7 separate regions of the Mus musculus genome follow, and all the other regions are linked to region 2. A link is a contact called in public HiChIP or PLAC-seq and promoter capture Hi-C data. All regions are on one chromosome and are shown on one strand. Each heading gives the region's core, a stretch centred on a gene start, on an enhancer-like site or on the middle of the called end of the contact. The rest is flanking DNA. Distances are from core to core; before and after follow the strand shown.

The links. Promoter capture Hi-C pulls out the DNA fragments that hold promoters and counts their contacts. HiChIP or PLAC-seq counts read pairs in DNA pulled down with a chosen protein or histone mark.
Region 1: an H3K4me3 HiChIP or PLAC-seq map of forebrain shows a contact between it and region 2, with 5 times the contacts expected there. The contact joins the enhancer-like site here to the promoter of Bend3 in region 2. A contact is called at or near these places in 3 of 39 promoter capture datasets (cranial neural crest, liver and maxillary cranial neural crest), 1 of 484 Hi-C or Micro-C datasets (the N1E-115 cell line), 8 of 115 datasets of contacts at active chromatin or transcription factors (astrocytes, embryonic basal ganglia, embryonic forebrain and 5 more) and 1 of 9 other capture datasets (pancreatic islet).
Region 3: a contact with region 2 is called in an H3K4me3 HiChIP or PLAC-seq map of forebrain, with 5 times the contacts expected there. The contact joins the enhancer-like site here to the promoter of Bend3 in region 2. A contact is called at or near these places in 3 of 39 promoter capture datasets (cranial neural crest, hippocampal neurons and maxillary cranial neural crest), 3 of 484 Hi-C or Micro-C datasets (the N1E-115 cell line, cortical neurons and nephron progenitors), 11 of 115 datasets of contacts at active chromatin or transcription factors (acute myeloid leukemia, astrocytes, cardiomyocytes and 7 more) and 1 of 9 other capture datasets (embryonic stem cells).
Region 4: a contact with region 2 is called in an H3K4me3 HiChIP or PLAC-seq map of embryonic basal ganglia, with 6 times the contacts expected there. The contact joins the enhancer-like site here to the promoter of Bend3 in region 2. A contact is called at or near these places in 8 of 39 promoter capture datasets (the 3T3-L1 cell line, cranial neural crest, frontonasal cranial neural crest and 3 more), 2 of 15 datasets of contacts at CTCF or cohesin (the NIH/3T3 cell line and pro-B cells), 2 of 484 Hi-C or Micro-C datasets (the AtT-20 cell line and the N1E-115 cell line), 12 of 115 datasets of contacts at active chromatin or transcription factors (craniofacial prominence, embryonic basal ganglia, embryonic forebrain and 7 more) and 1 of 9 other capture datasets (embryonic stem cells).
Region 5: a contact with region 2 is called in a promoter capture Hi-C map of fetal liver, with 9 times the contacts expected there. The contact joins the promoter of Qrsl1 here to the promoter of Bend3 in region 2. A contact is called at or near these places in 15 of 39 promoter capture datasets (the 3T3-L1 cell line, the C10 cell line, HPC-7-derived erythroid cells and 10 more), 7 of 484 Hi-C or Micro-C datasets (CD4 T cells, the HL-1 cell line, Sertoli cells and 4 more), 6 of 115 datasets of contacts at active chromatin or transcription factors (astrocytes, cardiomyocytes, craniofacial prominence and 3 more) and 3 of 9 other capture datasets (adipose tissue, liver and pancreatic islet).
Region 6: a promoter capture Hi-C map of hippocampal neurons shows a contact between it and region 2, with 4 times the contacts expected there. The contact joins the enhancer-like site here to the promoter of Bend3 in region 2. A contact is called at or near these places in 3 of 39 promoter capture datasets (cranial neural crest, hippocampal neurons and second pharyngeal arch cranial neural crest) and 5 of 115 datasets of contacts at active chromatin or transcription factors (embryonic basal ganglia, embryonic forebrain, embryonic hindbrain and 2 more).
Region 7: an H3K27ac HiChIP or PLAC-seq map of extraembryonic endoderm stem cells shows a contact between it and region 2, with 3 times the contacts expected there. The contact joins the enhancer-like site here to the promoter of Bend3 in region 2. A contact is called at or near these places in 8 of 39 promoter capture datasets (the 3T3-L1 cell line, 3T3-L1-derived adipocytes, the C10 cell line and 3 more), 1 of 15 datasets of contacts at CTCF or cohesin (large pre-B cells), 1 of 484 Hi-C or Micro-C datasets (bone marrow-derived macrophages), 2 of 115 datasets of contacts at active chromatin or transcription factors (extraembryonic endoderm stem cells and large pre-B cells) and 4 of 9 other capture datasets (adipose tissue, embryonic stem cells, liver and 1 more).

The regions. Positions count from the first base shown.
Region 1 is chr10:43,041,268-43,044,948 of GRCm38.p6, reverse strand. The region is part of intron 5 of Sobp (sine oculis binding protein); the gene reads left to right. The region is part of intron 1 of Gm47815 (a long non-coding RNA gene); the gene reads right to left. Among named protein-coding and RNA genes, the nearest start is that of Gm47815, 8.2 kb to the right of the region's middle. Within about 2 kb of position 1,353, at least 71 of the 459 cell types and tissues checked have an H3K27ac peak or open chromatin away from gene starts, as enhancers often do. A contact at or near this core is called in embryonic forebrain, forebrain and neural tube, where this site is marked.
Region 2 is chr10:43,476,429-43,480,497 of GRCm38.p6, reverse strand. It overlaps Bend3 (BEN domain containing 3), which reads right to left and starts at 1,358. Exons shown (of 4, transcript NM_199028.2): 1 at 1,126-1,358.
Region 3 is chr10:43,020,075-43,024,133 of GRCm38.p6, reverse strand. It overlaps Sobp (sine oculis binding protein), which reads left to right. Exons shown (of 7, transcript NM_175407.3): 6 at 1,216-3,152. The coding sequence ends at 3,141. Among named protein-coding and RNA genes, the nearest start is that of Gm47815, 13 kb to the left of the region's middle. Within about 2 kb of position 2,648, at least 71 of the 459 cell types and tissues checked have an H3K27ac peak or open chromatin away from gene starts, as enhancers often do. A contact at or near this core is called in cortical neurons, forebrain and nephron progenitors, where this site is marked.
Region 4 is chr10:42,970,655-42,974,505 of GRCm38.p6, reverse strand. Gm5079 (predicted gene 5079) reads left to right here. Exons shown (of 3, transcript NR_153349.1): 3 at 1,948-3,223. Among named protein-coding and RNA genes, the nearest start is that of Gm5079, 19 kb to the left of the region's middle. Within about 2 kb of position 1,520, at least 94 of the 459 cell types and tissues checked have an H3K27ac peak or open chromatin away from gene starts, as enhancers often do. A contact at or near this core is called in craniofacial prominence and embryonic basal ganglia, where this site is marked.
Region 5 is chr10:43,899,985-43,903,786 of GRCm38.p6, reverse strand. It overlaps Qrsl1 (glutaminyl-tRNA synthase (glutamine-hydrolyzing)-like 1), which reads left to right and starts at 2,051. Exons shown (of 11, transcript NM_001081054.2): 1 at 2,051-2,173. The coding sequence starts at 2,150. Rtn4ip1 (reticulon 4 interacting protein 1) reads right to left here and starts at 1,980. Exons shown (of 9, transcript NM_130892.5): 1 at 1,251-1,980. The coding sequence starts at 1,524.
Region 6 is chr10:43,104,479-43,108,691 of GRCm38.p6, reverse strand. All of the region lies in intron 4 of Sobp (sine oculis binding protein), which reads left to right. Among named protein-coding and RNA genes, the nearest start is that of Gm51799, 58 kb to the left of the region's middle. Within about 2 kb of position 2,256, at least 42 of the 459 cell types and tissues checked have an H3K27ac peak or open chromatin away from gene starts, as enhancers often do. A contact at or near this core is called in embryonic basal ganglia, forebrain and hippocampal neurons, where this site is marked.
Region 7 is chr10:43,941,667-43,945,700 of GRCm38.p6, reverse strand. The region is part of intron 8 of Rtn4ip1 (reticulon 4 interacting protein 1); the gene reads right to left. Among named protein-coding and RNA genes, the nearest start is that of Gm40636, 25 kb to the left of the region's middle. Within about 2 kb of position 1,745, at least 51 of the 459 cell types and tissues checked have an H3K27ac peak or open chromatin away from gene starts, as enhancers often do. A contact at or near this core is called in 3T3-L1-derived adipocytes, the HPC-7 cell line and extraembryonic endoderm stem cells, where this site is marked.

The sequences.
Region 1 (3,681 bases), core at 104-2,603, 440 kb after region 2:
CTGGCAATTTCCCTGAATGATGGACATTTGGGAGACGCTCCTACAAGCCATAGCTGACACATGATGGGTCTCAGCTGTCATGTTGCACTTTTAACTCATTTCCAGCCCCATCTTAGTTCTGCATGGAACCCCAAGCCTCACTCTAAGTACAAAATGTCCAGTTACCATAAAGCCAAGCTGGGATCCAAACGGCTCACCATATTCATAGTCACCTCTTTTCAGTCACATCCCCTCTCCCAAATGGAGATGGCTGTTACAGTCACAAAGCTTTTGAGCTCCATGGGAACCAATGATAACACTTGAGCAAAGCTACTCCATCAGACTCTTGTCCAGCTGTCAGGTATTAGGGGCAAGATGGTCACTCCTCACGGCAGAGGAGTGGAGCTATCCCGGGGCTCTCTGACTGGGACAGTCCACACGGGTCTGCAGAGCTGGACTCTTGTTCTTTTCTGGAACCCCCTCTGGAGTGTCTTCTGTAAGAGGAATCTTTGCTGGATCCTGCAGTGGAGGATACTTGGGAGGGAACTGGCCCCCAGAGATATCAGGGAGTGTGTGGAGGGGAGGCAGGACTAAAAAAATGCAGTCTTAAATCTGTGAGCTTGTGCATGGCTTCTCAGAAGGCTTTAGCAGATTTCATAGGGTTACAATGTAACATCCCAGGGTCTCTCACCTGCCACTGAGTAGCTGAGTCAGAGACCTGAAGTGGAGGGCAGAAGGGCTCACTGAGTGCTTTCTGACAATGTTACAGAGGGCTGAGAATATCTAAAGGCCCACATGTTTATTTATTTATTTTATTTTATTTTATTTTTCGAGACAGGGTTTTTCTGTGTAGCCCTGGCTGTCCTGGAACTCACTCTGCTAAAGGCCCAAATCTTGTTCCAAACACCATCTTCTGACTGGTTCCGCCATAGTGTTCCCCCCACCCCCATACATGCATGTGCATGTACACACACACACACACACACACACACACACACACACACACACAAACACACACACACTAGGCTGGAGAGAGAATTAATAAAAAGCAATTTTGAATACTTGCCTTGAAAGGAATTAACCATTTGTCCCCCTGGAAGCTTTTAAATGAATTCATTATTACTTAGGTTCCCATTGGTAGACTGTGATTCCAGACCGCTGGTGGGAGCAGCTGTGTGCTTGGAATCACTACATGGAGGGTCCCAGAAGCCTGCCCTCCCTGTTTGCTTCTCGGCCTGCCCAGGCTGTGCTGTCAGCCTTCTGGCTTTACTTCTGAAGGTCAAACGGCTCTGCCTCCTGCTGCTGCCCACCTCCCTCTGTTCTAAAGACTTCTGAAGCAAGGCAGGGGGAATAATGGGGAACACCCGTGAGGCCTTTGTTAAAACATCTGAGCCTGGGATGTTTATTGGCCATTCATTTCCCAGGGAAGGGGAGAGGGAGAGGATCCTGGCAGAGCCAAAGAACAGCAATCTTCAGGGAAGAAAGGAAAAGGCCAGCAATGGCAACAGAAACTTCCTGCAGATGTGGAGCTTGAAGAAATCCAGAGAGCAAGGCTATTTTTAGTAAGAGTAAGAGTGCAAACCATGATAGACGCCACAGGCTGCTGTCACTAACATTTGGCTATAAGCAACATTTTCATATTTAAACATGACAGCCCAGCAAGTCGTGGAGGAAGGAAAAAAAACAAAAAAACCACAGTGCTGTCTGCTGGCTGAATAAAAATGATGGCCTTCTCTAGGCCCAGGGGAAGGAGCAGCAGCTCCATGAGATGGTCAGCCAGCCAGCACTGTGTTCACCTGTATCATCATGAATATTTATACGTCAGCCGCTGAGGTCAGGATGCTGAGCTGCGGTGGTGAGTGGAAAAGCTGTGCCGTGTTCCCTCTGCAGGAAACTCAGCTTGTTCAGCCCACTCTGCTCAATTAAGCGTGCACGCATAGAAATACAACACTCAAGTAAGCATGAATAAAAATATATTAAATTTGAAGAAGTTAAGTAATACCATTGGGAAAGCCAGTGAACTTGAGGTGAACCCAAGTTACATCAAAAAAGAGGATCCCCGAAACATGAGATCTGGAGCAGTTTGGCAGACCCTGGATGAAACATCTGCCTTATGTCCTCTGGGCTGTGCACAGGTGTCTCACAAGCCACTGTCTAGAGGCTTGGCACACACATCCTCTTGAAACTTTATGTATCGAGCATGACTTCAAGTCCTGGTAAAAATTAACACTGGTAATGTGGGTTTGGAGTGGGCTGGGGACACTGAGGACAAGGCCTGAGTGACAAGCCTCTCCACTCCCCCATTGCCCGTTCTGAGTGGAATCTGCTTCTGTCCTGCTCTGGTAGTTTAGTGGTCAGTTACTAGTGCTCCTGATATCTAGCAGAGTGGCTTAGAACTGAGCGAGCCACAAAAGGGAGACACACAGGGTCGGGCCAGCAGCCTCTGGTTGGCACAGATGCAAAATGACAGATAGGGCTGGTTTTTTTTTTTTTTTTTTTTAATTTCCAGCCTGTGTTAACATTGGTCCACAGGCACAAAAGCTTGGACTTTTCCAGACAGCCAGCAAAACAGAGAGAGAGGGAGAGACAGAGAGAGAGAGAGAGAGGGAGGGAGGGAGGGAGGGAGGGAGGGAAGGAGAGAGAGAGAGAGAGAGAGAGAGAGAGAGAGAGCGCAGAGAGGGTTTGTCTAGCCTCCCTCTTTTTTTGAGTAAAGAGCAAGAAATTAAAATGTCAGCTCCAGAGTCACCAGCGTTGTGGGCCCATCCATATTTAGGAGACAGGGCTAGGAGACTTGGAGGTAGGGCTAGGGGATTTGGGGTTAAGTATGCTAAATGTATGTGGCGTAGTATTTGCCATTTTAAGCATGCAGTCTGATGGCATCTCAGTATAGTGGGACCATCGTCAGTCTCTGTTGCCAAAATTCTGTCATCACCCTAAACAATCAGTAAGCAAAACCACATTTCTCCCCAAGCCTTCAGCCCCTGATAACTTCTGTTTACTCTAGGAAGTTGCCTGAGTCTTCAAGATATTTCATACAAGTGAGATCATGTGTACTCCTCTGTACTTAGTTCACACTGGTATATTTTCAACATTCAACTATATTATGGCACAAACGAGCATTCTGGCCCTTTTTATGACTGAATAATATTCACTGAATGGACATACCACATCTTCCCTGTTAGCTACTGATGGACACTTGGGTTGTTTCCACCTTTTGGCTATTCCAAGCAGGGGTTAATCACACACTGCAGGCAGAGAGCAGCATTCTGCAGTGTAACATGCTCTCTAGGGGACTGGGGCATACTCTGTCATGGAGGGCCTTGGCCCAGAGCTGTACTCTATGCTGCTGTGGCTCCTCTGTCCCAGCTAGGGTCAGGGTTAGGGCCACTTGTATACAATGTGGTTACTGGAAGCAACCGTTGCAATTTCTAGGAGGTTCTCAGAGAATCTGCAGGGGGAAAAAGCCTCTCAGAATAGGAGAGACCTAACTTCGAGGTCTTATTTAGACTTTATTTCAAGAGTGGTGCCTCAAAATATCCCATGGTGATAGCATAAAGATACTGATTAGAGAATACATAATCCTAGGAGGGAGGCAGGTGGATCTCAGTGAGTTTGAGGCCAGCCTGGTCTACCTTACATAGTGAGTTCGCGGCTAGCCAGGGCTACATAGTGAGTCCCTGCCTCAAAACAAAAACAAAACAA
Region 2 (4,069 bases), core at 109-2,608:
AAACCCAAACACCTATGAATTAAAAGTGGAAAGTCGCAAAAAGAGAAAAACTGCAGGCATGGAACCGAAACAGAGACAAACCTAAAACCTCTATCTGGGACATTTCCACACGTTCCCCACTCGCCTGGGTTTTCTGGGTCTTTATAGATTTCTGGCACCCTCCCCTCTACTCAGTGACGTGTTACTTGTAGGAAAACATTCAAAAGTTACTTCTAAAAGGAAGTTCTCTGACTTCCAAACAGTGAACATTAATTCTGAGCATCTCTGGTTGGCCTCCACCTCCAAAATACTCCCAAGCGGGCCACCTGAGCGATCAAACTTCTACTTTAGGACAAACTTAAAAAAAAAAGAAAAAAAGAACTCAGATGAGTTGAGTCCCAGCCCACAAGGCCTTCACAACTCCGCGCCTCACAGCCCGAGCCAAGTCTGCGTGGGAAATTACGTCGATCGTGGCGGGCACAAGTCACGAGGGGCGGCGAGCGCCCCGGCCCGGCTCCACCGCCCGCCAGGAAGGCCTCGCGCTCGCTGGGGTGCACACCCAGAGCGCCGCGCTGGACCCGCCTCCAGCCGGGCAGCGGGAACCACGGAGCGCCGTGGAACGGCCCGGGAGGGTGCCGCGCCCCCTGGCGGCGGGGCTCGCCGCACCCCGCTCCCAGCCGCCGGCAGCCTCGCTCCCTCCGCTGCCTCCCCGGGGCAGCGTCCCTCCGAGCGGCGGCTCTCCGGCCTCTGGCTCCCCGCCCTTCTGCTCCCTCTGACACCCCTCCATCGCCGCCACAGGCCGGTCGAACGCGAGCGCTCCGGCGCCGCGCAGTTGCTCCCCGGCGGCCCTCGGCCGCTCCATCGCCGGCCCGCCGGGGGTGGAGAGCCGGCGCGCGGCGCGAGTGGGGCCGGCCTGGCGGCGGCGGCGCGGACCGTTCCACCGTGCGTCCTCCCCTCCCTCCTCCTCCTCCCTGGCCGCGGCGCGCGTGCTCCCGGAACGCCATGGAGTCGCGGCGTTCCGAGCGGGCACAAAGGGGCGCGCGGCACAATGGGGCGCGACGAGCCCGTGGGCGCCCGCTCCCCCTTCCAGCCCGCGCGGAGGCGGCGAGCCGCTCGCAGGCGGCCCCGACCGGGGCCCACACTCACCTGGGACGAGAGTTGTTACTTTGCGGAGCGGGACCCGCGCCGAGTTCGGGCGCCACGTGCGGGGGGCGGGCGCGCGGGCCGCAGTGGGGGCCGAGCGCGCAGGGCCTGGCCGGGGCGGCCCCGCCGACTGGCTGGGGGCGGCGGGCGGGCGGGCGCCGTGTATTTTCCCCTCTCTTTGTGTGTGTCCGTGCGCTGCGCTCTCGCGTGACGTGACGGGACTCCGTGTGTCATTTCCGCACAAGGACACAGGAGCCCCCGCTGCAGTGGAACCTCAAGCCCTCCGCCCCCACCGCGCCGCCCCTCCCCCTCAGCGGGGCACACGCGGGACCAGCGGCGGCGGCGGCGGCGGCGCTCGGGCGTGAGCGACCGCGGCGGGGAGCTGGGGCGCGCTGCGGGGCGGGTGCGCTCGGCCTGCACAGCGCGGCTCCACGTGGGCCCGCGCCGGCTGCCGGCGGACCAGGGCGGCTCTCACCCACGGGAAAGCGCCCCGCGGCATTCTCGGCTACGTGCTCTCCGGGCTGGAGCGTGGCCCCGGCGCCTCTTTCTCTACTTTTTCTCTAACCCCGGGGGGTGGGGGTGGGAGGCAACGCGCCGTGTCTTTTCCGCCCGCGCCCCCCGCTTTTGGGGCGCTCGGCTGTGGCGCCGCACCATCGCACGGACCTTCCCGTGCCACGCCGGGCACAAAGACTTCGGGGTGCGCCCCCCCTCCAGTTCTGCATGGATTCGTGGTTGGGGGGGTATACTGGAGAGCGACCCCGGGCTCTGGGGGAGCCCTGGCCACTCCCCCGGCAGGGTGGCCGCCCTCTCCCGTAAAGCCTGAGTTCCGAGAGCCCAAGTTTTGCCGCTTGAGGCTGCGGAGCGAAGCACGCGCTTGGGGACCCTCATGCCACCAACTCAGAGCCACGGGGCTCAGCGCGGAAAACTGGGAGACTCCAGTCGCCGAGTTAGTTAAGACCGACCGTCTCCTAGTTTCCCGGACTGCAGAGTCGGAGTTGAGAAATAAGAAACCAACCCCTCGCAGTTCTCCAACTTTCGGGGACTTGGGGTGGGGGTGGAGGGAAAAGAAAAGCCCAAGTCAACTTTTAAGCTGCGTGCCTGGTTTTGGTAAACAATGAGAACGGAAAAAAAAATTTTTTTAATCCTTTAATTTGCCGATGGAAAAAAAATGTCTAAAAAGAAAAATGCAAATGATCCCATCTGCTGCCTACAGCTGACTGGCTGCGAGAGAGGACCATGTGGCCCGGCCCGGCGCGGTCAGTGAATACGTAGAATAGATTTTAAAAGGACGTACATGCTGGCTCCTAGCTGCCCAGTCGCGGCCTAAGGTTGGAATTAACGCGTAGTCAGAGATTATTGTGTCTTCACACAAATTGGGAATTTAATCATTACGCAAGTTCCTCGCCTTCTGGTTTGAAATCTAATGGCGCAGAGTTGGACCTTGGAGGGACTGTGGAACGTTCTGGAGAGGTGTTTGGGTTGCAGACTTGGAGAAGTCAGTACTAATTGCTATGCAAAATTAGCTAGCAGCTTGAAGAAAGGAGCCCAGCATCCTAGGGGTGCTTTTATAAGAGAATCTATACGTGCTCAGTGTCATTCAAAACAGGATGATGGAAAGAATGGGCCCGAGATAGCAGCCCTTCAAATTCAAAAGGCTAGGGTCGCCCTATCTACATTTAAAATAGGGAGGAGGGAGGAAGGGAGGGGGAATGGTTAATTTATACATTCCCTGGAGACAAAGTGGAAGCACTTGGATTCGTTAGGGAACTTGACTTCTGCACTTGTGCATTAAGTGACATGCGCAGCACAACTCTTCCCTCGGCTGCGTTAACAGATGCTGCAGTTTTGTCCTCACCTTCAATTTAATGTGACAGTTAGAATTATAAAAGGAGACGTTGCGTTTCATTAGTTTAGTTTTGTCGGATTTCCCAGAAGAGTCGGGAACAGTTAGCATCTAAGCTCGTTTTCCATTTAAACCGCTCTGCTGCGTTGCTTTAAGAATGTAAAATGGCCGTGTTCAGTTTTTAAAAAGAAAAATTTCCTGAATTGTGACAGGATCTATCTTTGCCCAACTATTCACAGTGAGAACTCAAGTGTCCAAGACAAATAAATCATCTCTTCTTTGTTAGAGACCTAAGCTTGGGTCAGATACTAGGTGTTTTGTTTTGGTTTGGGTTTAGCTTTCAAGGTAAGTGGAGTTTGTTGTGTGTCCCCACTAAGTCATTAGCAGAGTTGCCATGGGGCTACCCACCTCTGCGCCCAGCAGATTGGAGACAAAGGTGGTGGGATTTTTCTTTAGAAAGTGCCAGGCTAGACTACATGGTGACATCTTGTTTCCAAAAACAAAAAGTTTTTTTTTTTTAAAGGGGTGTGAAAAAAATTAACAGAAATGGACTACATTACTATCTATAAAAGAAACTTAGTTTCATGTTTTTTTATTTTTTTATTAGATATTTTCTTTATTTACATTTCAAATGTTATTCCCTTTCCAGGTTTCCCCTCCAAAAACTCCCTCCCTCTATCCCTTTCCCCCTCCCCCTGCTCCCCAGCCCACCCACTCCCACTTCCTGGCCCTGGCATCTCTCTATATTGGGGCTTAGAACCTTCACAGGACCAAGGGCCTGTCCTCCCATTGATGACCAACTAGGCCATCCTAAGCTACATATGCAGCTGGAGCCATGAGTCCACCATGTATACTCTCTGGTTGGTGGTTTAGTCCCTGGGAGCTCTGGGAGTACTGGTTAGTTCATATTGTTGTTCCTCCCTTGGAGCTGTAAACCCCTTCAGCTCCTTGGGTCCTTTCTCTAGCTCCTTCATTGGGGACCCTGTGCTCCATCCAATGGATGATTGTGAGCATCCACGTCTGTATTTGTCATGTACTGGCAGAGCCTCTCAGGAGACAGTATATCAGGTTCCAATCAACAAAATCTTATTGGCATCTGCAATA
Region 3 (4,059 bases), core at 1,399-3,898, 460 kb after region 2:
ACTAGAGGAACTACTGAAAATTTTGACATCTGTTTATCTGTTTATAGCGATGGCAAGATCACTCATATTAATTCTTGTTTAAAATGCCATACGAAGGGAAGACACTTGTGCAAACAAGAGTCATATTTGAATTGTAGATCATGTCTGTGCCATCTGTGAGAGCTGATGGTGTTGCAAAATTAATGTGTTAATGAAATCACAATAATTTCTCCAAAGTAATGGGTTCTGAAGCCGAGAAGGACTATTTTTTGAACTTTGGTGTCTAGTGATTTCCAATTGGGAAGGCATCTGAGCCTTTAATTAGCTCTGCAGCCCAGCTTTAAAATAAATTTGGTGATATCTTTCTTTTGCCAGGAGTAGATCCGAAGGGGGTGGGGTGGAAGCCATAACAACTTTTGGAAAGTGTTCTCTGGTGTTTGAAAAGTTGTTAAATAAGACTGTCTGCCAAGAAATGTCACCAAAATTCTGACTGCCGAGAAAGAGTGGGCAAACAGCTCAAAAAATAATTCTAGCTTGCTGCAACATCACGGGTTGGGAGAGCTGAACCTCACACAGACTTCATGACTAAGTCCAAGTTTCTCCTTGGAAGCCAGACATAGCGGTGTTCGGCGCTTTATGCGATTGGTTAGCACAGCACACCCTTTCCAACCACTTTATTGGATACAGTGCACAGTGGCTTTACATAAGGAGAATTTTAAGAGGTTATGTTGCCTGATTGTTGAACTCCCTGGAGATTCCTTCCCTCCAACGTTATATAGATATGTATTTACATGAGCCTGTTAGGCAAGTGAAAATATGAAGACAAGTGTACTGAGTAGGTGTCCTAGGTATACGTACAGGGCAGGTGTGCAGGGCAGGTGTGCAGGGCAGGTGTGCAGGGCAGGTGTGCAGGGCAGGTGTGCAGGGCAGGCGTACTTCATAGGAGCACTGGGTAAGTGTCCTGGACAGGTGTACTCCATTTTGTCAGAGCCATCTTTGAAAAGGGGCGGCGGGGGGGGGGGGGAGAATGGTTGTTGCTAATTTTGAGGATCCTATTTATAAAGCAAATTCTTTATTTCATAAATCTTTCAGAAATGTACCCTGTAAAGGGTACCCTTCAACTTATTTGGGAAATGATGATAGAGTTTAATAGAGCCTTTATGTGAAACATGAAACGCCATGTACCCAAGAAAGTTGCTTATCTTACCTGTTGTGGTTTCTATTGCTGTGTTGTAGGTGTGTGACTGGTGTAAACACATAAGGCACACAAAAGAATACCTGGATTTTGGGGACGGGGAGAGAAGGCTTCAGTTCTGCAGTGCAAAATGTCTCAATCAATACAAAATGGACATTTTCTACAAAGAGACACAGGCCAATCTTCCAGCCGGGCTGTGCAGCACACTCCACCCTCACATGGAAAGTAAAGCAGAAGGCACCGGGGTGCAGCTGCTCACGCCAGACTCTTGGAATATCCCGCTAACAGATGCTCGGAGGAAAGCCCCTTCCCCCGTGACTGCAGCTGGCCAAAGCCAGGGCCCCGGCCCATCCTCGTCCACCACCGTTTCTCCATCTGACACTGCCAACTGCTCTGTCACTAAAATCCCCACGCCAGTGCCCAAGTCCCTCCCCATCAGCGAGACTCCGAGCATCCCTCCCGTCTCGGTCCAGCCACCTGCTAGCATCGGACCTCCACTGGGTGTCCCGCCTCGCAGCCCTCCCATGGTGATGACCAACCGCGGCCCAGTGCCCCTGCCCATCTTCATGGAGCAGCAAATTATCCAGCAGATCCGCCCGCCCTTCATCCGCGGACCACCGCACCACGCCTCCAACCCCAATAGTCCCTTGTCCAACCCCATGCTCCCGGGCATTGGGGCCCCGCCCGGAGGCCCCAGGAACCTAGGCCCCACTTCCAGCCCCATGCACCGGCCCATGCTATCGCCCCACATCCACCCCCCAAGTACCCCTACCATGCCTGGGAACCCCCCAGGGCTGCTGCCCCCGCCGCCCCCGGGCGCGCCCTTGCCCAGCCTTCCCTTCCCTCCGGTTAGCATGATGCCAAACGGCCCGATGCCGGTTCCCCAGATGATGAACTTCGGGCTGCCTTCGCTGGCCCCGCTGGTGCCGCCCCCCACGCTGCTCGTGCCGTACCCAGTGATAGTGCCCCTGCCGGTGCCCATCCCTATCCCTATCCCCATTCCCCATGTGAACGATTCCAAGCCCCCCAACGGATTTTCCAGCAACGGGGAGAGCTTCGTTCCGAGCGCTCCGGGCGACTCATCGGCGGCGGGAGGCAAGGCTGGTGGACGCTCCCTGTCCCCGCGGGACTCCAAGCAGGGCTCTTCCAAGTCAGCCGACTCGCCACCCGGAAGCTCCGGCCAGGCTCTGAGCCTGGCGCCCGCGGAGCGCGGTCGTGGGGAGGTGGTGGACCTGACCCGGCGCGCAGGCAGCCCCGCGGGTGCGGGAGGCCAGCCGGGCTTCGCGGGCGTGTTGCACGGCCCGCAGGACGGCGTCATCGACCTGACCGTGGGCCACCGAGCCCGGCTGCACAACGTGATACACCGTGCGCTGCACGCTCACGTCAAGGCGGAGCGCGAGCCGGGAGCCGCGGAGCGCAGGACCTGCGGCGGCTGCAGGGACGGCCACTGCAGCCCGCCCGCCGCCGGCGACCCCGGCCCGGGCGCCCCCGCGGGCCCCGAGGCCGCTGCCGCCTGCAACGTCATCGTGAACGGCACCCGCAGCGCCCCGGCCGAGGCCAAGGGCGCGGAGCCCCCGCCGGAGCAGCCGCCGCCCCCAGCCCCTCCCAAAAAGCTACTGTCGTCCGAGGAGCCTGTGGTGAACGAGCTGGAGTCGGTCAAGGAGAACAACTGCGCTTCCAACTGCCACCTGGACGGGGAAGCGACCAAAAAACTGATGGGGGAGGAAGCCCTGGCGGGGGGCGACAAGTCGGACCCGAACCTCAATAACCCCGCGGACGAGGACCACGCCTATGCTCTGCGGATGCTGCCCAAGACCGGCTGCGTGATCCAGCCTGTGCCAAAACCCGCGGAGAAGGCTGCCATGACGCCGTGCGTCATCTCCTCGCCCATGCTCAGCGCTGGCCCTGAGGACCTGGAGCCTCCGCTCAAAAGGAGGTGCCTCCGAATTAGAAACCAGAATAAGTAAAAAAATAAAAGGTTTGTATGTCCACCTGGGCGTTCCTCCAAGAGACAGCGCCCCTCACCTTGCTTGTTAGAGGCGGAGGTGAGATGCAGCCATCGTGTCACTTACCGCTTTCTCTGAGCACTCTGGGTGGCCAGGTACCATCAACGTTTTGATCCAATACCTATGACAGCTGGCAATGCTATTTAGTACACCATTAGCAGTTTACAGCCGAGAGACAGTTAAGAGCCAAGATCACTCAAGCCCTTGAACCTGAGTTGAAAGCACACTCTGTTTTGTGACACACTATTTTCTTCTTTTCGGGTTCATACCTAATTTATCCAACTGGAAAAGGAGGCATGGGAGGGACGATTACTTGAGGAATCTTACTGTTCAGTTAGGAGGTTGCAGAGCAGTATTGAAATGTCTGGGTAACCCATCAGTGGGCGAGCACCTAGAGCTGGTAGTCCATTTGGCAGATGACTCTTACTCTAGCTTCTCAAGATAACCATATCTGTGGGCTAAAATGAAAAACTAGCCTTACGGCCAACCTACCACGCCCCCCTTTCGGGTACTCAGTGGCTGAGCTGGTGAGTCTCACTTCTACGTGTAGACCTTAATGAAGTGGCAGGCATGTCTCTGTACCCTATGACTGCTGTACCCTACTTAATATCCAGTGAGCCAACAGTTCTGTGAGATGGCGGGGACCACACATGAACCACTGTAGCGACTCTTGCCAATCCTAGTGGAGTAGGCGTCCGGTAGCATACTACCAAGAAGGAAGCTGTGACTTGGAAATATTTGCTCAGTCAGAGCTTGTCGGTGGCGGACCCGGTGTTGACTTCAGGCCTGTCCATTCAATCGCAGAGGGTGAGCTCTCCCATCTATCCAAGCAGGCAACAAGCCAAAACATTGGTTTGTTATAATAAACATTGTTTATTA
Region 4 (3,851 bases), core at 271-2,770, 510 kb after region 2:
AAGAGTGCAGCCTGGTTTGCCATCCAGGAACAGTGTCACCTGGTAGTCAAGGGGAGCAGAGCCTGAAGTTCTCAGGATCTAAGAACTGAGGCCTCTGGTCAAGGGACAGATCTTCAGCTGAAGAGAGCCGAATCTTTCTATCCACAGGCTGGCACCACCCCGACTTCATTTTAATCACCTGCCTGCTGTCCTTCAGCTGCTCAAAGGGGGGTTTTTTGTGGAGTCTGCTGTGCCTGAAGCCCCCCAAGGCCAATCTGCTCCCCAGGAAACCCTGCTCTGCTGCCTCCTCCTTCCACACTCAGCCAGAATCAGACAGCTGCTGCTTTCCAGGTCCCACGTTTCCTAAGGCTTTGCCCAGGCGTTTCCTCCAGGCTCCAGGTGAACTCTGCTGGTCCTTTTTGCCCCCCAGCTTGGGACTGGCTCTCGGCAGTAAAGCAGCCTTACAAGGGACACCGCCCAGCTGTATAATCAAACATTAGATGCCCAGATGAGAAATCATTGCTTGAAACCTCATCTGGAGCTTGACCAGCCTCTCAGCCATAAATCATATCCTGTTCTATTATAACAGCAGGTCAGTAGGACTCCCAGACACCTTACCAGAGGGGCTCTAAGCAGCAACTGTGGAGAGAAGAGTTGACTGTAAGTCAACAGCCCAGCCCAGTAGGCACAAACCGTCTTGTCCTGAATCCCCACCTCCTTTTGAAGCTCAGGCCTCCTAGCAGCCTTCTCCTTAGCTAGAGGCAGACTGGGTTTCCAGAGCTTTTTACCCGATGCCTCTTTAAAGTGTCTAATTTTAATGAAGAAATCTTTCATCTGCCATCCTGTTTCCAAGAGACAGGTTTGGAAGGAATTTTCACAAGTCACCGAGGCCCTTGGAAATGTTTCCTGGTGGGAAATGTAAGGCTGTAAGACACAAGATGTTCTCACTCTGGGTGAGAGCGGAGGGGCCAAAAGAAGGAAATAAAACACCTCCCCCCCCCCCCCCGCCCCCAAGTGTTTCGAGAGCCAAGTGGAGGAAGGATACGGAGGTACAAGCAAAAGGGGAAGAGTGTTTCACTGGAAGTGTAGAAAGGGTAGTTGTACCTGAGAACAGAATCCTCCTGGGGTGGGGTGGGAGGATGCTGGGGAGTTTAAGCGAGGGGATAGAGGGTGGGGGATACTTGGGAGGGCCACAGGGGATGGGCTGGGGAACAGAACCCGCAACAGGAATGAGAGTCAAAGGCCCTAAATATATACACAACGCACACACAATGGAAGAAAAAAAAACTCAAATTTATTCCCTCTGGAGCTGTTTGAGCCAAAAAGGAAAACAAAAAACAAAACCCAAAAAAACAAAAACAAAAAAACGCTGAACTGCGGCTGAGCTGTCATTGCTGAGCTGGGGCTCTGGGCAGTGAATGCAGGTGTGTGTTGAGCCACAACCCTTCCAGAGGTGAGGCTGGGACGGAACATCTCCAAGGCTCAGGCCTCGCAGATCTCTCTCCCTAGCTCTTCCCATCAAGGAAACGGCTTCCCCAGTGCTCACCTCCAGGGGCGCCAGAGCGTTTCTTGTGGACTGTATGCTACAGCCTCCACTTGGAGCAATGGAGCCCCCTAGGTAGGCGGTTAGTGCTGCCGGATTCTGCTCTGAGGTTCTCTGGATTCTCCGGACACCCCCCAGGCCCCATCGGGAGAGGGATTGGATAAATATGTTAGAAACACAGGCAGGGGCCGTTGGAAATATGAAGCCATGGATTTTCCCAATCAGCTGAGTCAACAGATGTGGGGCGGGGGCGGGTAGGAGGGCGAGGAAGTCATGGACAAGGGAGAGGTATGGGGCTTAATGGAGGTGGCTTTGAGAAGAGAGTGGCTCTCCAGGGTCACTAAAAAGCCTCCTCTCAAATCTATGAGCACGTCCACTTAGAGTTTGAACTGACCGGGCCTTTTTTTTTTTTTTTTTTAAATAAGTCTATGGATTAATACTTGGACTCGACAGTGCCTTCTGCAACTGGTGATAGAAGAAGACACCATTTCCTAGCTCTCTCTGACACACAATTCTCACCAACACCAAAAAACAGTGGCTAACAAGACTGAACTACAAACCTCAACCTGGTTTCTAGTGCGCTTCTGTTTACCCTGCTTCTGCTAATGAGATACTACTTGGAGATGCAAATTTTTAAGAATGTTAGCTTCAGCCTGGAGAGAAGGAAACTGCAATTTGCAGTTTGTGCTGGGAGTGATAACCTTCGTAAGTAATGGGTTTCACTGATTAACTGCTGCTAACAAAACATTGTTGCCAAACCTGTTAATCTAAAACTAGCAATAGGACGGCTGTTAGATCCACATTTCCCTTCCTCCAGTCCCCAGAGAGCTCAGAGAAATATTTCTCACTTAAATAGCCTTCATCTTCCCATGTATTTTATTGCATCTGCTAATAGGTTAGCCATAAGTTAGGAGCGGTTCGGAGATAGATATCCAATCAACCTCAACGAGGAGTTCAAGGAGAAAAGCAATTCCATTTAAAACATGGTTTTTGTTTGTTTGTTTGTTTTCCTAACTGGAAGGTGGAGTGGGGAAATGTGTGAGTTTGCTGAGTACTCAAATAAATGGAAGTACTAAGCGCTCTTAGTGATCAGAAGGTTTGATGTCTCGCGTCGCTCGTTGTGTATGTGACAGTGCACTCAATTCCCAGAACCAAGCAACAACCCTTTCACGGAGATTCTTTCTGCTGACCTGCCCACGAAAACCCACCCCAATTGACTCTCAATATTTTGCTGCTTAGATTGACATCTGAGAGAGCCCCTAAAGCAGGTCCTCATTGTGCCCTCAACTTTGTCATAAGCGCCTCCACCCCACAAAGCTGGGGTGGGCTCTCCCACTCTGGACTATGGAAGTCTAGTCACAGGAAGCCTGCTTTACTGCTAAGTCACAGACCTGTGGCATATTGGGACAGTGTAAAGGTGCAAACACGTGGGCCTTGTCTGGTCTGCCCCCCTAATAGCTGGGAAGATCACGTGACTTCATCATTTTCAGTATCTTGAGATGAGCATCCTGGAAAAGTTAAAGGTTTTTGTTTTTACCCCTCCCCCCAGCTCCCAAGGTTAAGGGGAATATCTCTTTAAGTACATTAATGGAAAAATATATTGCTCAAATAGTGAAATATATATAAATGTACCAAAGCACTTTAAATACTCAAACTGGTTGATGCTGATGAATGTTTCCAATAAAAAAATAAATTTTGTTTAAAATAATACTAATAAAGATGAAGTGACTTGTTCAGGGCCGTTAGCTGGGCCGCTAGAAACTGCAACTAAATCTGGTTTTGTGGCTTTTGGTTCAATGGCTCCATTCGTCTTTTTGAAGCAGGGGCCAAGGGCTTAAATCAGCATTCCTGCGATCTTAGCAAAAAGGGACATTGTCTGTTCACAAGCCTGGGAACAGCCCGTGCTATACAGTGGGAGTCTTTAAGGAAAAAGAAAGATGAGGAAGGGAAAGAAGGACGGAGAGTGTAAAGGAGAGATGACCAGAAGAAGAGTGGGAGGGAGAAATTGGGCACTGAACCCACATGCGCGGATCAAGGCATGCGCAAACCATGCCTAGTCGTCGTCACCCCCCCCCCCCCCGAGGTCAAATCATCCACTCTATATATTACTGCTCTGGTTCAGGCCGTGGAGCTGGCTCATTCCGTTTTAGGCCTGAATGATTTTAGGTGTTTGGATGGTCAAATTCAGGTTCAAACTTGACGTATAAACTACAGTATTCGTGCTGGGAATCTTCTGCCCATTGCCCGTTGGTAGGAAAAATAATCCCATTTCTACGTCTGTAGTAAGAACGTGAGCTGCTTTTCAGAGCCTGGCTATCTGATGGAGGGA
Region 5 (3,802 bases), core at 802-3,301, 420 kb before region 2:
ACTGACATACACAGTTCTTCTATCCCAGAAACCTCTTTGGAATTAAATCCTGTGCTATATCAATCACTGCCCTACACTAAGTCATACATGAGCACTCCTGCTGAGGCACTGAAGGCCACTGTAGGCCCCCACACAAGCCCTTCAGAACACTGACCCAGGGTTAAACATGGCAGCTTCCTTAACCACTAGGTAGTTAACTTCCTGTGAATTGGTCATCTCAGAACATATTCATCTTCAGAAGACACACGTGAGTTCCCATAAGCGAGACTGACAATATTTTTGCCAGTTTTTTCCAGAATTAAAGTAATTTATAAATACAAATCAATTTGTTCACCACTATAATAGAACCACAGTATAGAATATAAGAATACATTTAAGGAATGCTCTCCCCAAGCTGTTCAATATGACCCAGCAAGAGAAATTAGGATAACATTATCCCAGCTTCAGCGGGTGTATAACAAGAAAACACATTTAAGCTGGAGGTGGGGAGTGGGGAATGGGGATATGAGAAATGACGAGGATGCTGTGCCCCTATCAGGAGTTCTGCTCTGTTGCTTGGTACACTGGGCCTATAACAGAAGCTGTGAACCGTGGGACAGCAAGAAGGATACAGGAATTACATAGACCCAGACTCTGAACTGATGGGGAAACATAGCCAAACTCTGGAGCCTGTGCTGGACCCTAAAATTACCACAGAGCAAATTAACTGTAGATATCACTTCTCGGTCCCAACTCATATGTGAAAGGAAACAAACACATTTAATAAAAGATTAAAGTATACCTTAGCAGTTGTGACAACAAAACGTCGTAAATATTTGCAGGGATAGTATCAGAAACCAGATGGCTCTGCCTATAGTGGTGCTTGCTACCAAGCCTGGTGGTCAGTTTAATGCCCGGAGCCTACCTGGTAGAAGGAAGAAACTCACTCCCACAAGATGTCCTTTGACCTCCACTTGGGCCCTGTTCCACACACCCAAACACAAAATAAATACATGTAATAAGAAACCTAAATGACTCCCTCACGCCAACCTAAATGTAGTCTATTAACTAGGTGTGGTCTACACCTGCTAAATCCCAGGCCTGGAGAGGCAGAGCAGGAGGGCGGCAGAGTGGAGACTAGTCAGTGGTATACAATGAATTGGAGGCCAGCCTGGGCTAGACAACGACCCCTTGTTTCAAAAGAAAAACAACAAAACACCTGTGTGCCCAGTGAATTTTGATTTAAAACCAAACAAACCCGGACAACTTACTTCTCATATTAACATCTATAGGATTTACACTGGCAGCGTGGACTTTGATAATGACTTCATTTGGATAGTGTATGATAGGTAACATCATGTTCTGGGTGAATCGAAGGACTTCATTCTTTCCATATTTATCTATCACCCAAGCGGGCATGACAGTGCTCCTCGCAGACGTAGTACTAATGCCTCTAAATGGTGGCTTTGGGATAACTGTCCTTCTCCAGAAGCAGGCGGCGGCACAAGCACTTCTTCTAAGTACACAGGTCTTCAAAACGCCCATCCTGAGCAGGGATGGAGAACGTTTCCTCGAAAAAAAGAAAAGAAAAAAAGAAAAAGAAAAAAGAAAGGAGGAGCGGGGGTGGGGGGTGCGACGGTGGAGAGAAAGGACCTGAAGCAGGTCAAACTAACACATTTCAATTCAGCCAAAATCTGCCAAACCCACAGGTCAATTAAGCGAGGGGGAGCTTTCAGAAGCAAACTCAACCTAAAGCCGCGACGGAATTAAAATAGAATTGCTACTGTGCTCCCCACGTCAGAAATGTCCCAGTTGGCGTCCAGTCAGTACACTGGCCATTCCTTCCTTACGCTCTCCTTCCCCTTAAGGAAAAAAAAGCAAGCAAGCAGGGAGTCCTCAGAGGGACAAGCAAACAAGGCTAGCAATTCCTAGGTCAGGCGGATTCCTGACACGACCCCGGCCGCGGTCTCCTTGCCTGTCCGCGCGCCTCCGGTCGCCGGCGCGCGAGCCAATCGTGTGCAGAGATCATTTCCGCCGCCCGGAACTCGACCAATCCAGGCGCTCGTTGTTAAAGAGGAGCCAAGATGTCTGCGCCCATGTAACGCCGGTGGCAGAGATTGACTCCTTCCTCTGTTCCGGGACCCGGTGCTACCGGCTGACTCCGAGGGCTATGCTGGGCCGGACTCTCCGAGAAGTGAGTGGACATGGCCAGGAGGGGACCAGGGAGGGCTGAGACACTGGAGGACTCGGAAGTTCAAGGTCGCCCCGGGTCACGCCGCACGGCACGCCCCCCCCCCCCGACCGCCTACATTCCTGAGTGGGAAGTGGGATTCGAACCTAAGCTCTTACCGTACACGCTGAGTCAATCCCCTAGAGTCAGAACGTCAAAAAGTTTGAACCCCTGAGCCGTGGAGTGGAACGACAGTCAACCCGCGCGATTAGGGAGAGGTTTCTCAGACAAGCCATCTCAGTCCCGTCGCTGCTGTGCTCGCTTAGGGACGGGGCGGTTTTGTAGCATGCACATTTGAAACAAACAAAAAAATTGGTGGCTTAAAAAAAAAAACAAAAAAAAACTAGGATTTCTACCACATCGTGTTTGAACATCTACTTAAGCTGTAGGTCGCAACCACAAATGTAGGAGAAAATGTGACAGCAGTTTTGAAAGGGAAGGAGGAGTGTTCCTGAGACAGTGGGCAAAGTTAATTCAAAAATCAAACTGTGAGTTGTGAGTTCAAGGTGTTTCTGACCGCACCCAGCGGTGCTTCCTCACGACTCTCTGCAGCAGGGTATGTGTGCACTGCCCAGCAAATGCTGCCGGAAACATCTCAACTCAGAATCGAGAGTATTGTTTATTAAGATTTAACATATGAGCAACTTTTCTAAACTTGTAGAAACATAATTATTTAATTTCAGAAAGCAAAACCTTTTAATATTTTACTAAATCGTTTTTCAGCTTGTCATACCCTAAGTGTGAAATGCGTGCATCTTTGGGATTTGTTGCTTTAAGGTGCTTGATTCTAAAAATGGCTGAGTTATTGACTTGAGTCTCATTCAAAAATCACTAAATAAGTTTTGATGTGAGATTATTCAGCTTTTTCCCAATATGGCGCTAAACATGCTCCTACAATTTTGTACAACATATTTATGCAAAGTGGTGTTCTCAGCACTGATATATCAAATCAAAATATTGGTAAACTGAAAAAAAATGAAAAACGTTGAGGAAACCTACAGCCAGGATTTAATTCTTTATTTAAAAATAAGCAAGTCTATGCATTTATTGGTATGCAGGTTTACTTTCATCTTTAATAGTAGAATTATGTACACCAAATAATTTTGTAAATATCTATATTTATTTATTTATTTATCTATTGTATATGGGTCTTTTGACTGCATGTATGTCTGCACACCAGAAGAGTGTATCAGATCCCATGTCACTACAGTCTTAAGTGGTTGAGAGCTGCCTTATGGGTGCTGGGATTTGAACTCAGGGCCTGTGGAAGAGCAGCCAGTGCTCTTAGCTGCTGAGGCACTACTCTAGACTCCATAGAATGGTTCTAAAATCAAATCCTTTATGATTTAGCAATTAATGCCTTGTATACCTACTTTGTATCTCAGTATACCTGTGCTTTGCAAAGCTTGTCTAGCACAAAAGGATTGTGAGTAGAAAAAGCTTCAGAAGCCCTGCCCAGGCTCGTATCTGTGAGGGCCTTCTGGAGGGCTCTTCCAAATGCCCAGAACACTCTAAACAAAGCAGAGGTGTCATTGCCCAAGCCAGAACAAAACCGGGAAGCACACCGTTACCCGTGGGTCTGTACACTGCCCT
Region 6 (4,213 bases), core at 1,007-3,506, 370 kb after region 2:
GAGTTCAGTGAGACTGTACTTAATTTCTAAGGGAGGTGCTATGATAATTTCTGTTTTGTTTCCATCGTGAGTGTGACTCACAATGGGGCTGAGAACCTATTGGGAATACTAAGAGCGTTGTCTGTATGAAATATCACAACTGCAGAAATTTAGGAGCCTTCGGGTTCTCACCATCGGATCCTTCTTGACTTTACTGGAAATCTCACCAGGTTATGTGAAGGTGCTGTCTAAGCTTACCCTGGAGGCTGTCTTAATGGGATCATATTTATCCTTTAAACTGGCCAATGGCTGATCTTTTTTTTTTTTTTGAAGTATACATTTGTCTTGTTGGAGAATTGGAAACAATGGGTATATTGATCAGATAGTAAAAAGGAATGTACAGATTTTGGAATGAGCTATGAGTTCTTAATCAGGTGATAATGAAGTAAAAGAAGCCAGAAATGGCCTGTCGGGGAAGCATTAAGGGAGACAACAGACAGTGAGGTGGGCAGCTTGTGAGCAGCTTCTCCCCATAGCACTGAGCCCCTGGCCATGGGTGTCACTGTGCTAGGGAGAGACACACCGACACTGTGTTGGCCTGTTTCTCCATTCTCCAAACAAGATGGAGCCCCAGTCTACGCCATCCAGCTGTGTTGTTAGTCATGGATTGAGGCTCATTTTTCATAAGGACTGACCAACACTGGGGGACTTTTTTGAGAGGACCCCTTGACTACCAAGGGGGAAGAGTGGAAGGCTCTATTTTAAAGTATGCCAGTAAAGATCCCAGTATGATAGTGTATGCTTGTCATCAACCCTCAGACAAGTCAAGCTGAAAGAGTCCGAATTCAAGGATAACCTGAACTACATATCCAGACTTTAAACTTTTCCTCTCCAAAGAACCTGGTTGATAAATGCATGGTAGCTAAGGCGTCCCCACTTAAATAATGTGACTATCAAAGAGACACATTACAAGTGAGTTGAGCTGAGTGGTGCATCAACCCGCATAGACAACCGTCTGAAGTGGGTGTTCTCATCGTTTTGTTTGCATCATGATCTTTGATGATCTGCAGAAAGTTTTGTAGTAGACCGACCCACCCTGGAAGGATAGACACACAGTGAGAAGCGAGATGTTGGGTTGGGTAAATCTTGCTCCCCCCCCCCATGTCCTGTCTGACACATCGTACCATTTAACAGGCCTCTGCCACCGCTCAAAGGAATTTAATTGGTCAGCCCATTAAGTGTTCATCTCTACAGTGAAATTTTTAGTTGGAACCAATTTGGCTTAATTTACCAATATATGACTTCTTTTCTGGGAGAGCTGCTGAGGGGAGTGGCGGTGGAGTCCACCGGAGCTGCTTCTTGGTAGGAGTCTGGAACACACAGGGCACAGAATGGCTATTGTGGGGTACTCTGTGGCATCTGTCAGGGAAAATGCCACACTGTCCTGCTGCTATTCTGGAAAGAGCACTACAGGCTGCCATTCCAGCAAACACAGAGACCATCCCAGGGAACAGTTTCTTCTGAGTTTGGGGAATGTGCTCTGGGGTGGGCTGGGGTGGGCAGGGGAGAGGCTCTTGTAGGCGAGCCTGTCTGGGCTGCAGATGGAAGAGATTTCTCAAGTATGGCATCGTCTTTATGTCACAGTTAGTGGTTTGGTTTTCTTTTCTTTTCTTTTTTTTTTCCTCTCTCTCTTTTAAATCTCCTTCTGAGGGAAATCTGTGATTACATTTTTTTTTCTCTGCACAGGTGCTAGAATGCATTGCACAAACACAAACATATCCCACTTCATGAGAGAATTTGGAAGTCATTTTCCTTCCATCTGTCTGAAGTGGATTGTGCTCTAAAACCGGCCACCCGCCCACCCATTCTCCCACGCACCTTCTCGGTGGCAAGAAGGAGATGGCACTGTAAGAGAATGGGGAATAAGATAGACCCAGAAGGCGTTTCAAAGGATGGTTCATTAGTACCACTCGGGCAGCTATGAACAACACATGCTAGGTTCACAGACGAGAGCCCCGAATCTCCCTTCTCTCTTCCCATCCAATGCCTTTTTAGAATAGATTTTTTTTTCTCTAATCATATTCCCAAATTCTTGCAGAACCCGGGTAGTATTTGACCACAGATCACTGTCGTGTGTCCACAGTGAGTTCTTGCTCATTGTGGTGACCACAGTAGGTCAGTGCTCCCTCAGAAGGGCAGGCAGTTCCTGGGTCCCCAGCTCTACGCAGCTGTGCGTGCTCGCACTCAAACAATCAGAGGCCCAGCAGGGCACCTTCCTAGTGCAGCTGCAAGCATCTCCTCAGGAGCTCTCTGAGGCACTGTGCCCTACGTGCGGATTCCAAGCTACATTTAACACAATTGCCCATCAGCACTTAGGAAGCAGTTACCACAGAAACCCAGCAGAGACCAATTAGTCACATGATTAAATTAATTAAAATAACCCAGGGCATCTGCCATCTTGCCTCTTTCTGCTACAGATAGCGCATGACCCAGACCAAACTGCAATTGGTTAGCAGTATTATTGTGCCACCAAATCCTAGAATTGCCATCTCACAGTGGACAGAGGCTCCTGATTCTGTGTTCTTGCCTTCAGAAGTCTGTTAGTTTGTTTTGCAGGATATTTTTCCTCCACACACCAGGCAGTATCAAAACTAAAAAACATCGGATTTATTAGACAGTAGGGTTTGTGCTGGGGAAGAGGACTTGCAAACGTTGTTTGGTCGCATAGTTGAAGACCTTTGGAAGTGTTCAATAAAGTCATTCACAATACATGTGTGTGTGTGTGTGTGTGTGTGTGTGTGTGTGTGTGTAGAAGGGGGCTGTTGCTCTGTAACGTGCACTTAAAACCATTGCTCTCCTTGTTATAGTTACATCAGGTACATCTAGTGCAGCCTGTGCTGGAAGTTGGCCTTAAGTCAGGCATGGTGTCTCGTCATCCCACTCGGTGGCTTAGCATTTGTAAAAAGCAGCAATAAGCTAACCCAGTAATTCAGCCTGTGTGTCCTTGATGTGTTGAGTGACCTAACCATGGCCTCTACAAACTCTCCACACAGTCAAAGGTTATCTGTTTATCAAAGGGCCATCCTTCTGTACACCTCTGCCACCCCACCCCTCAACAAACTTACCTGGGAACATGCGATATGCACAGTGGTTGCAATTTCTATTAATCTCTGACACTTGCTAGAGACGCTCTCAATCATACCTGAGAGCCACGTGCCCAAACACAATTTGTAGGTATCCAATGGGTTAGTAGTATGGTTTCCACACATGTGTGAACCTGACTGGCAAGATGGCCTGAATTGATTATATATCTCCAATGCTTTAGTTTGTGCCTGAGAAATGTGGTACAACCTTGTCTGTAAGCCTTGACTCCAAGACAGGAGAGACATTCATGAAGAGAGGCCGCATGGAAGAAGCAGCCAGCTTGTACAGATGTTTCAACAGCTCTAGACACTGAGTTGGTTTGAACTTTCCCTCTTCCTGGGTGAAAGAACCTGGTCAGGTCTTGAAACAGATGTGTGCTTCTGGCAATTGTGAAAATCAGCTGGCTGATAAGAGAGAGCCATGTGGTCATTTAGAAAGCTGTGGCCCAGTGTATTATATAATAATTCTCAGAGGAAATTAATCGATATCATGTCATCATAGCACTAATAATAAGAATATCTATCCACTTGAATCACATTTTATCATTCATGAAACATTGCATTTGGTGTGTGCATCTTGTGTACATGACTTTGTTGGCTCACATGTCTCGTTTGTGAATGAAATAGATATCAATGAAAAGCTAAAACTGAGTTATGGAAAACATTTTTCCTATATTAGCATCTTTTTCTTTTGAAGTCAACAGAAGAATGAACACATAGAACTTTACGTGCATAAGTAAAATTATTGAACACTTCTGGGAGACAAAAATGTATCTCATCTATGTGCTTGAAGTAAATAGCTAATACGAAGTATTAGTGATTCTATAAACTGTAGAGTTAGTTTATACAAACAGAAATTTATTCCGTTACCTAGGAGTATAATTTTTCTCTATTAAAATTATGGAAGATGTAGCCATATAAAAATAGTTAACATATTGTTTTGAGAGTGGCAAAATGAAGCATACCAGGCTTGGTCAAAATAAGCCAAGCATTAAGAAAATTATCACAAAGTACTGTAGTGAGTGGATGCTGAGTACCAAGTGGGAGGTTAGAAGGAGGTTTGACTGTTCTTACACACTTGCTTAGTCATG
Region 7 (4,034 bases), core at 496-2,995, 460 kb before region 2:
TCTGTAAGCTATGGTCTGTTAGCCTCTCTTCTGCACGCCTGCACCCCTGGCCTCACAGCCCTTTCTAGCCTTCACCTGCAGGAGCTCTCCCTCTGTGCTACTCCAGGAACGACCGAGCCCTTCTCAAATGTACTTACTACAGCTGAGCACAAGGCTCTGACGAGTTCCCTGCTGTACAGGAAGGAGCACACAAGCACAGCTTGTTTTCTCATCTTAAACATCTGCATATACATTTAGTCAGAGCAGAAAGCATCTGTGCATAGACCTCATCTTTATACATCTATAATACCAACATGTACAATACCGACACATAGGCACTAACGGAAAAGCAGTGAGGTAGGAAGCAAGAGTCCTGTGTGAGCTCTCTGGGCCTTGGGAATTCCTTCCTCTCAGCAGCAGCAGCAGCAGCAGCAGCAGCAGCAGAAGAAGAAGAAGAATGCTAACCATGTACAGGCTGAGGAACGCCAGCCCAGCCACCTCAGAGGGTCTGGGTACTGCCAGCTATCTGTACAGTGCCTCAGTACTGACAGAAGCCTCCTGAGAGCAGGTCCCAGCAACACCCTCTCTCTGCAGAAATCCACCTCAATTCCTCCTCCCAAATGTCCAGCAGACACAGTCACTGTCCCTGGCCACCTCCCTGAACAGCTTCTCACAGCTCCACTGACAAGGATCAGCTGCCACGAGGCACACCCTGACTCAGAGCCTGAATGAGTCTCTTCCTCTGACAAAGGATGAGAAGGTTTAGGACATTCAGGTGCATCTGGTGCAATTTCCTCTGATGTGACTGTCAGAGCTCAGGCTCCCCAGAGATGAAGATTCTTCTGTACCCACGAGTCTGCAAGCCCAGAGTCACAGCACAAGTGGGAAGCACCGTCACTGTTGGAGGGAGGGAAGCCCCCAAGTTACAAACCTTCGGGTAGGTGATGGTCCTTTCTTCTGACATTCTGCAGCACAGAGCTGAGTTACTGTGCCGAGTGGCAGGACTCAACTGATGTCACTGCCGCTGCTCTCTCTACTGCACAGGCCTGTCACTGCCTGTCACTACCATCTGATGATTTTCACCTCCACCCAGGAAGGAGCAGAAAGGTGGCCAGGGATTACAGTGAGTTATCACAACTGAACCCTAACCTTCCTTCCACACGTCAGCTGAAGAGCTGGTCTCTAAAGCTGCATTCAGCCCCCCAAGATGACAGATGAAGTGAGAGACTGCTTATAGAGAGTACTACTAACTGATGACTGCCAGCACTGAGCAGGACCCCAGACCGTTGCACAGCACTGCAGAAACATGCTAAGGGCTGAGCTGCCTCCTCTCATAAGAGAAAGGAAGGCACTGGGCCGTGTTGTGTTCCACATGAACTCTAAACCCTTCACTCCCCTGAGAGCTCCAGGGACACGTTACCCAATGCCATTTAGTTCATAAATGGATGGCCTGCAAGCATACGGAAGACATTCCCCAGAGCCTCTTGGTACAGTGCAATCAGACTGAGTACGTTCCAGAAAGGTATGTACACACTTCTGAGGGAATATATGACCTTTTTTTGCTTTATTCGTATACACGAGACACTACCATCCACATAGCCCTGCCTTCTTCAAAGCTCACAAAGCCTCCTGCCTGTAAATCACTAGATTAGAGCAGGCTCACAAACAGCCTCCACTCCAGAATCCATTGCCTGAGCCATCAAGCCAGCCTCACTTCAGTGCCCTCTGCCAAAGCCACAGAAGCTGACCTGTTGACTGGGCAACTTGTGGTGTCTGTGCACTTTAATCTGACTGGGCAGGCCCTTTGTGACAAAGAGCAGGAAAGGGCTGACCACGGCATAATGAGTCATTTATCAATTCCCGTAAATGACAATGGGGAAAAAAGGCTTTCAAACTACAGTCAAGCAAATGCCCCCAGTGGTTGGATCTGTGACAGTATGGGGAGATTAGCTGCATAATGTGAGACGGTGTCCACGCACAGCCACACACTGGACCTAGAATGCCTGTCTGTTAAAGACAAAGGGATCAGAGTTAACTCCAGAGAGGGGACAGAAAGGTTACTCACAGTGAAGTGGGACATTATGTGATGACACAGCTATAGTGCATTTGGCAAGGGGAGCCCAGTTATAAAGCAGGCAAAGCCACACTTCCCACTACATAGGCACCTCAGACACTCAGGGCTCACAGGTGACCAGGAAACAGCAGCAGCCCTTACTCAGTGTGGGAGCCACATGTGGGGTCTCCTGAGCGCACTTCCCTCCCTTAAACAGAACCCAGGATCTAGCACTTGCCGCCTGGCATCCTTTTAAGATGGGACCCTCCCTAGGTATGAGCTCACCACGCACAGCATTGCTGCTTAGCAGCCACTGGGCAAGCCTTTGAGGGGCAGGAAGAGCTACAGGGGATGAGTGTTTGAGTATTTACAACACGAAGCTGAAACCCAAGTGCTCCAGTAGTCCATGCAAAGCCAAAGGATTCAGGATTACAGCCAGAGTGAGGACCTGGGGTCCTTGACTGTGCTGCCAGATGACATGAAGGTGTTTGGGGAGTTAGTCTGTCCACTTTTCCCAAACTCCACAGCCTCGTCCTCTGCAGGCACATCCCCTAGGCACAGAACTGAAATTTTCAGAAGGTAAGGTACATGAGGACAGACCAACAGATGGCAGATAGCAAGGAAGACTCAAGAGCTCCTGGCATGAGTCCAAATCCACACCCCTGGAATGCCAACAGGACCATAGTCCCAGGGCCATGGCTGGGATGGCCACCCCCAGTTTCTGTTAGCCCAGGACTTCCCAGGCCTGTCAATGTCAATGTCAGGAGGAAGGTGGTTCTCAATCTCCAGGGATAATAAGACAACAGGAAGAGGGGAGTTTTGTTCCAGCTTGCTGTTTCTCAGGCACTTCCTGTGCTCAGAAAGGAACATTAAAGGAGCAGGATGGTGGGTGAAGCTGTGCTCCAAGAGAACAGACGTACCCACCAGGAGAGCGTCCAGAAAGCAGTCCCTTCCAGCCAGGCAAGTGGAAGAAACAGTTCCAAGAGCTTGGTAATAAAAATCAGCAAAGCCAGCATGATGGTCACATATGTGACCCCAAAGCCAGGGGCTAGGTGTGAGAGCATATTAATTCAAGGGCAGCCTGGGCTACGTACTGAGACCTGGAACCTTGTTTAAAAAAACAAACACAAAAAGCAAAAACCAAGGCAAAAATAAACAAGAAAATAAAAAGAGCCCAGAAGCATCGAGCCTACAGGATGAGATGCTGGGGTATCTGGTAAGCTTTTCGAGTGGTTGTCAGGATCCAATGGAGCAGGATCCAGCCACAGTATGAAGCTTGAGGCTTGGATCATGGTCTACTATTAAGGTAGCTTGGCCATACATGGGAAATCACCTATCTCAGAACTCTCTGCATTCTCTTTCAAAGCTACATGTCTAGACACATGTGACTAGTTAAATCAATCAAGTGACCACACTGAAAAGGCCAGTCTCCCAGTTGCACTAGCCACAGTCTCCCAGTTGCACTAGCCACAACCCTAATCCTCCATGGTTGTAAGTGCTTCAGTGGCTGCTACTGACCAGGCTTTTCCACCACTATAGAAAGCTCTGTGGATAGTGCTGACGGGAGGTGACGGCTCACAGCAAGCATGAAATAGAACTCGGGGAAGATTATGCCACTGCTCAGTCAAGCTTGAATGGTCAACTAGAATTCTGAAGAGACCCATGAGCATTAAGGACATGACATTAAAGGGGTTTAAACTTTTCATAGGCAGGCATAGTAGTGCATGCCTTTAATCCTAGCACTCAGAAAGCTGGAACTCTGTGAGTTCCAGGACAGCCAGATCTACATAGTGAGTGAGTTCCAGGACAACCAGGACCCTGTCTCAAAACAAAACCAACAAAAAACTTGTATGGGGAATGTAAGTATGCAGATAAGGATACACAAAAGGCTAAAAGGGGCTGGGAGTGGCACAGGTTTTTAATCTCTGTGAATCTGACACTAGCTTCACCTATATAGAGGGTTCGAGGGCTACACAGTGAGACCTTGTCTCAATTAATCAGT